Regions from separate parts of the Arachis hypogaea genome. Here region 1 is linked to region 2. A link is a contact called in public Hi-C data. All regions are on one chromosome and are shown on one strand. The core of a region is the stretch at or near the end of the contact, and the rest is flanking DNA. Distances in the headings are between cores, read along the strand shown.

Region 1 (3,737 bases), core at 206-2,705, 160 kb before region 2:
AAATAGAATATGATAAAGTTTTAATAAAATTTTTAACTCGTAAATAGAATTAAAGTAAAGTCAAAATTCTATTATACTCTATCCATTACCAATCCTATTTTTATTCCCTGCTCCGTTTCCATCCCTAATTGTATTTTTTAACAAAAAATCGAGATCCGGAAGAATATTTCATTGTCACGGAAAATAGAGATCGAGATGGAAAAAAGTTTTAGGACGTGGGGCGGGTATGAGAGATCATATCTCGTCTCCGCTGTTCTATATTATCATCCATGTATATAATTTCTCTTAATTAACTTTTTAGTGCGAAAAATCAAACTATATGATCGAGTAATATTCACTAACTCTAATGATGATTATAATGGCTAATGCTCTTATTTATAATCCTAATTAAGCAACTAATGGATCTAACGACCAATGATCAACCATCACATTTTTTTCTTATATATACACACAACGAAAGTATATATATCTTTTTATAGAGGCGGGATATATATTTGTTTTAGGGCAAAACACCCTAATAAGCCAAGGCAAGATTTAAGTTACGTAAATAAGCCAAAGTCAAAATCGTTTTAGCAATGAGCCAAACACTATCTTAATGTAATTCGAACCAGCATGGTTCGAACTACAATCGTTAATAATTCGAACCAGAGTGGTTCGAATTAGGCTGAAAAAAGGTTGCATGTAATTCGAACCATGTAGGTTTGAACTCTAATCCCATGTAATTCGAACAGGGCTAGTTCGAATTACACACTCGAAAGCAACCCATGTAATTCGAACCAATCTGATTCGAATTACCCTTGAAGTGGCTCCTTAGTAATTCGAACCGACCTGGTTCGAATTACTCGTGATTCGGCTATATAAGGAGTTCGAATCAGCCTCATTCGAACCATTATTCATTTCCCCTGCCCCACCAAATCCCAGAGAAAACGACCCAGATTCTCTCCGACGAAGACCTGAACGGAATACTCTGCTGATGGGGGACGATCCGGCAAGGTTATATCGCTTGGACGGAGTTGCTCATATAGCTGGGGTCATCAACGACGAGGTTAGTACAGAAATAAGTTCGTGCTAGCGGTTTATGTGACTAAGTGGTTTTGCATTTGGTTTTAGTGGTTTATGTTGGTTTTTTTATGTTGGCGGTTTATGTTAGTTGTTTTATGTTAGTGGTTTGTGTTAGTTGTTTTATTTTAGTGGTTTGTGTTAGTTGTTTTATGTTAGTGGTTTGTGTTAGTTGTTTTATTTTAGTGGTTTTTGTTAGTGGTTTAATGTTAGCTATTTTCTTGTTAATGGTTTTAGTGAAGCTGTTTTACGTTAGTGGTTCTAGTTAAGATGTTTTATTTTAGTGGTTTAGGGGGGGTGGTATATGGTAGTTGTTTTGCATGTGGTAGTCATTCATGGATATTTATGTGGATTGATTTAGTATGATGTTTTGTTGATGATTTATCGTGTTGGTTATGTTTGTCATTGATTACGAAGCTGGTTCTAACAAAGCGGTGCTTGTGATGCGCAGCCTCAGCGATGCATCAGGAGCATGCGGCGGCAGCAGGGCATGCGACTGGATGACAGATACGTTCTGTACTTGCAGATGGCCGGACTATACCATCTTGTAAGGCTGAACGACAGATGGTTCCGGTTAGACGAGGCCCTAGTCAGTGCATTCGTGGAGCGCTGGCGTCTGGAGACGCACACGTTTCATATGCCGTTCGGAGAGTGCACGATCACACTTCAGGATATTGCATACCAGTTGGGTTTGCCGGTGGACGGGCATTACGTGAGTGGTTGCCTGTCAGAGTTCCAGATATACATCCAGGGTGGCCGTCCAGCCTGGGTGTGGTTTCAGGAGTTGCTTGGAGTGACTCCTCCTCCCAGTCAGGTTCAGAAGTACGCAGTGAACTGTAGCTGGTTCCAGGAGACCTTTGGTGAGTGCCCCGAGGGAGCCGATGACGAGACTGTGCGGAGATATGCCCGTGCGTACATCATGATGTTGTTGGGTACGCAGCTGTTTGCGGACAAGTCGGGCAACCGCGTTCACATCAGATGGCTTCCCTACGTTGCTAGGCTGGAGGAGATGGGTACCTATAGCTGGGGTTCTGCGGCACTGGCATGGTTGTACCGGTGCATGTGCCGAGTGGCGAACAGACATGTGGTTAAGTTAGCGGGCCCACTTCAGCTACTTCAGTCTTGGATCTTCTGGCGATTTTCTCTGTTTAGGCCTGCAGGGTATGAGACATTCAGCTGGCCGTTGGCCTCGAGGTACTATACTCAGCCTTCTCTATTTCAATTTAATTTGCATAACTCCATGTTGATTAATAATGTATTACATACCGAAAACACACATTTAGGTTGCCATAAGACACATGTATGATGCAGGTGGTCAGGTTACAACCCTTCCGGTAGCGAGAAGGGTCCGAGAATGCAGATGTGGAGGTTGAGGATAGACCGGTTACAGGACAGGGAGGTGAGTATGCAACTTAAACAGTTTCATTATTTAACCACACTTTATGAGTTGTGTCTATGACTTGTCCTGACAATGGAGGGTTCTCCGTGCAGTTTATCTGGATGCCGTACAGCAGCCCCGACGTACTTCAGGTTGTGCATCCAGAGGCACTGGAGCCTCGGCATATGGCGTTGTGGCGGTCTATGACGTCGCTGATCTACTTTGCCGTCATAGAGTAGCATCAGATAGATAGGGTGCTTCCGCAGTTCGGAGGGGTGCAGCCCCGTCCGGGTCCCGCCCTGAACATCGACTTTCTGATGTCAAAGGATGGCAGAGGTGGTGATAGATGGTTCCCGTACCATTTGCAGAAGTGGCATCTCTATTGGGAGTCCCGTGCGGAGACCGTGCTGAGGTTCGATGTTGTTGCCGACCCTGGACCATCGCATGAGTTCCTCGAGTGGTGGCTTCAGCATGGAAAGAGGTTCTTGTCTCTGGACATGGAGGTAAGTGGTATGGGTCAGGTATGGGTGACGGGGCTGACCCTGGGGACGCTGGACTCGGGTCGGGGCCTCTTGGAGATTACTTTGTTGGTGTACCCACCCATGACCAGCCTCAGCAGGAGGGTACCCCATGGGTTATTCCGGGATCACAGTGGTCAGACTTCCTTGCCTCAGATACGCTAGATGCGGACTTCGGAGGTCAGTAGTTTCTAGAGGAGATTACCGCCATCATGCAGGAGGACGTGCATTCCCGGAGACGAGGTCAGACCTCCGGGACGCAGGCACCCTTAGATGTTGATCTGAACGAGCCTCCTACGGCATCTGTTGGAGACCATTTTGTATTGGGAGGTACACCACCATCAGCCTACACTGCTGCATCAGAGTCCGTTGCCGGGCCGTCTGCGGCAGCCATCCATGTTACGCCACCTGCACAGCCTGCCCCGCATGAGGACGCAGATGAGATAGAGGATGAGGAGCCATTTATCCGCAGAGGTCAGCGGGCACGGGTACCCCGTCGTTGTGGTACGGGCTTGCATCTGTTTAGATGAGTCACGTTTCATGTATTTTGTTCTTTAGGGTTCATTCATGTATGATAGCCATGTGTACTTTTGTTGTTATTTTAGAGCTGTTTTCCTTTGTTGTTTGTTCATCGTATTGTACTATGAAAACTAGTGTTTACCGGATTTATCATTGACTCTTTATAATCATGGAATCATATAACAGTTTAATGGGACTTGTATTAAATTTTGTATTTTTGGGAAACATAACATATTCATTACTAAGCGCAGCATGCACGATAC
Region 2 (4,188 bases), core at 528-3,027:
TTAGAAAGGATCATAGTCATGATGTCAACTATTAGGCTCTGGATACCATGAAAAGGTTTCTGATACGAAGTAGTAATGTTGATGATGGAAAAAATGAAATTGTAGAGTGCAGAAAAAAAAAAATAGAAAAAAAATGAATTGAAAGAAAATCATAATTAACTATTATATGTTAAAACTAACTTTTTTATGTACAAGACATTGCTATTTATAGATACATAGAGACATATTATGTAACTGAATTTTGTAACAGAATTTCAATTTTTAACTAAACTACACATAATTTACCAAAATCTGCAGCTTCTTAATCTTGAACCCTGACATTTTGAAACATGTTTTCATATTTTATTAGTTAATTTATTTTTTCTTATCCTATATATATTTTGGTGGAAATTACATGAACCCTTTTCTAAGACAGTCAAGCTCATATCGAAAAGAGTCATCTGAGCCATTCTTTAATACTAATAAGTTGCAACATATAATATAAAACACAATTTTTCAAAGTAACCAACAAAAATGGATACCAAAGACTGGTCGATATAAAGAAAAATATATATTATATTACACATCTGATATATAAAGTTTTATATTTATCAACTAACTTTCCTTAACGCATTTATTATATACATTTAAATTGAATGAAATAACAACATTAAAATCATATAATTAATTTTAACTTTATATAAGTCTGATCTAATTATAAAAGCATTATTTCCCTTTCTTTTTCTTTTTTTTTCTTTTTCTTTTTGGATATTTTGATGAGTTAACTTATGAGAATTTCGTAAAACCAAAAATTTGGATTGGACAATCCAATCCAATATATGACAATTGGATATATAAGTTTGTCTTTATTCCGTATTTTTATGATCTTTTTGCCGCCTTTTAAGATATGGACTAGTACTAGTAGTCTACAACTACTTAACCACTTTGATAACAACCACTATGCATTTCAAAAGTGACTCCAAAATGCATGCCTCTTCCTTTTTTTTTTTTTTTTTCTGTTATTACTACTTGGATTCCATTCTATCTATATATATTCAAAAAGCGGTGATGGTATTCACTCATCTTGAATTAATATGCCAAGTCATTTCCAACTGAAATTGTGTTATTCTTCTGATGAATTCTACTAATTCCAATTTTTTAAAACTATTTTTCACCTAACAATGGAAAAACGAAGTTCTCTAGTCAATGTGGCCGAGAGGGCTTAAGATGACCATAAATGCATGGAAGTTGTATGTATGCTTATGCTTTAGACATGACATATAAATATTTAAATAATGTGTTACGTGTACATGTCTAATATTGAATACTATATTGATTTATGTATAGTATATATGTTTAGATAAGATTTAGATTTAAAGTAAGTCAAATTCATATTTTATTTAATCATGGGTGTGAGGAATTAATCAATAATGATTTTGAAATCTATAATTTTGGTGTCAACTAACAAAATCAATATCTTGAGTCCGACAGACTAAGAATTAATTTATCGCGGATCTGAATTTTATTTAAAAATTTGTCGTTAACTAATGAATTATTGCTGCATGTACAAGACAGAATTCGAATCTCCGATACTTATTTAAACGGATGAGTGAGTTGACTACTCGACCAATCCAAATTAATTAAATTATATTTTTAATATATATTTATATTTAAATATAAATTATATACAAATAACTGAGATTTAATAACTCATTTTTTATATACACATTATGCAGTTAATTTACTAGTAAGTCAATACAGTAACCAAAAAGTTCACACCCGGCACTTACTAATGTGAAAAAATATAGTAATCTCTATACCCGCTATACATATAGGTGAAAAAAGGGATAAATAAAAAAAAGAAGACCAAGAAAAAAAAAAAGAAGAAAATAAAAAATGGTTCAAGAACGGGTAAGAATTCCCAATTGTACCCTCAGGTGTGGTTTTGAATTACTCCTAGTCCAAACCCAGAAGCAAACCCAGCTTGACATGTGCCTCTATATATACCACTTTGTGATCCTTTTCACCCCACGCCCAACACACCCATCTCCCCCCCTCCCTCCTCCCCCTCCTCTAACGGAATCATCATACACACACTCTTTCTTCCCCTTTACATTTCACACACACAAAATCTGTCTTTCTTAATTCACATACACCACCATGCCTGAGGCTCCCAAAGACTACAACCTCGTAGAACAGAACAGGAAGATCCTCGAGTTCATCGAGGATGTGACTTCCAACGCCGACCAAGTCCAACAGAAGGTCCTCTCCGAAATCCTCTCCCGCAATGCAAACGTGGAGTACCTCCGACGACACGGCCTCAACGGCCAAACTGACCGCGACACCTTCAAAAAACTACTCCCTGTCATTTCCTACGAGGACCTCCAGCCCGATATCAATCGTATCGCCAATGGCGATACCTCCCCAATTCTTTGCTCTAAGCCCATTTCAGAGTTCCTCACAAGGTATCTTCTGTTACATTAAAAAACTAAATTGAATAATGTAAGTTATAAATAGTGACATAATATTATCATGTTTTGTTATGTAGTTCTGGAACATCGGGTGGTGAGAGGAAGCTGATGCCTACAATTGAAGAAGAACTGGGAAGGAGGAGCTTGCTGTATAGCTTACTGATGCCGGTTATGAGCCAGTTTGTTCCTGGCTTAGAAAACGGCAAAGGAATGTACTTAATGTTCATAAAAGCCGAGGCCAAAACACCCTCAGGGATCGTGGCTCGTCCCGTTTTAACCAGCTACTACAAGAGCTCATACTTCAGGGACAGACCTTATGACCCGTACACAAACTACACCAGCCCAAACGAGACCGTACTCTGTCCAGACTCTTACCAGAGTATGTATTCTCAATTGCTCTGTGGCCTTTGCCAGAACAAAGAGGTGCTCCGAGTGGGAGCGGTTTTCGCCTCCGGCTTCATCCGGGCGATTCGCTTCCTGGAGAAGCATTGGACCCTTCTTTGCAATGACATAAGAACAGGAAGCGTGAACGGCGAGATCACGGACGTTTCGGTCCGCGAGGCGGTTATGAAGATCCTGAAACCCGACCCGAAGTTGGCGGATTTCATCGAGGCGGAGTGCGGGAAGAAATCTTGGCAGGGAATCATCACTAGGCTGTGGCCCAACACAAAGTATGTGGATGTTATTGTGACTGGGACAATGTCACAGTACATTCCCACATTGGATTACTATAGCAATGGTTTACCACTCGTGTGCACCATGTATGCCTCTAGCGAGTGCTACTTTGGTGTTAACCTTACCCCTCTTTGCAAGCCTAGTGAGGTTTCCTACACTCTTATTCCCACCATGTGCTACTACGAGTTCCTTCCCGTCAACAGAACCAACTCCGACCACACCGATTCTCTCCCCGACAAGGAACAGCAAGACCTCGTTGAACTCGTTGATGTCAAGCTCGGCCAGGAATACGAGCTAGTTGTCACAACATACGCCGGTGGGATTCTTTATTGTCTGTAAGAGTTAAATAAGAATTTGTCTATATATATATATATTAATATCATCTCTGCCTCTTCCAGGACTATACCGCTACAGAGTGGGGGATGTGCTGAGGGTGGCCGGATTCAAGAACAAGGCCCCACAATTCAACTTCGTCTGCAGAAAGAACGTAGTCCTCAGCATAGATTCCGACAAGACAGACGAAGTGGAGCTCCAGAACGCAATGAAGAACGCCGTCACGCACCTCGTCCCGTTCGACGCCACCGTCTCGGAATACACAAGCTACGCAGACACAACAACAATCCCAGGCCACTACGTGCTCTACTGGGAGCTAACTCTCAACGGAACAACCCAAATTCCACCCTGCGTCTTCGAGGATTGTTGCTTAGCCATTGAAGAATCGCTCAACAGCGTTTACCGCCAGGGACGAGTCTCCGACAAGTCGATTGGGCCGCTGGAAATCAAGATCGTCGAACAGGGGACTTTTGATAAGCTTATGGACTATGCCATTAGCTTAGGCGCTTCCATAAATCAGTACAAGACTCCAAGGTGCGTCAAATTTGCACCTGTTGTGGAGCTTTTGAACTCAAGGGTAACTTCAACCTACTTTAGTCCCAAGTGTCCAAAATGGGTTCCAGGCCACAAGCAGTGGATCAATAACAATAATCAGAATTGAACAAAAACTAATCAACTTGGGGACATTGTTGTTATTGTTATTGTTAATTATTACGTGGTTGGTAGCTTT

Evidence for each region. A called contact is a pair of places that touch in the nucleus more often than the background predicts.
Region 1: a contact with region 2 is called in a Hi-C map of an unstated tissue, with 5 times the contacts expected there. The contact joins the promoter of LOC112733205 here to the promoter of LOC112737846 in region 2. A contact is called at or near these places in 3 of 8 Hi-C or Micro-C datasets (leaf and an unstated tissue).

Annotation. Positions count from the first base shown.
Region 1 is chr13:28,394,287-28,398,023 of arahy.Tifrunner.gnm2.J5K5, reverse strand. LOC112733205 (protein MAIN-LIKE 1-like) reads left to right here and starts at 1,455. Exons shown (of 5, transcript XM_025782082.1): 1 at 1,455-1,493; 2 at 1,586-1,648; 3 at 1,730-2,253; 4 at 2,371-2,458; 5 at 2,551-2,676. The coding sequence starts at 1,455. The coding sequence ends at 2,676.
Region 2 is chr13:28,237,361-28,241,548 of arahy.Tifrunner.gnm2.J5K5, reverse strand. It overlaps LOC112737846 (indole-3-acetic acid-amido synthetase GH3.6), which reads left to right and starts at 1,777. Exons shown (of 3, transcript XM_025787976.3): 1 at 1,777-2,444; 2 at 2,528-3,441; 3 at 3,524-4,188. The coding sequence starts at 2,140. The coding sequence ends at 4,119.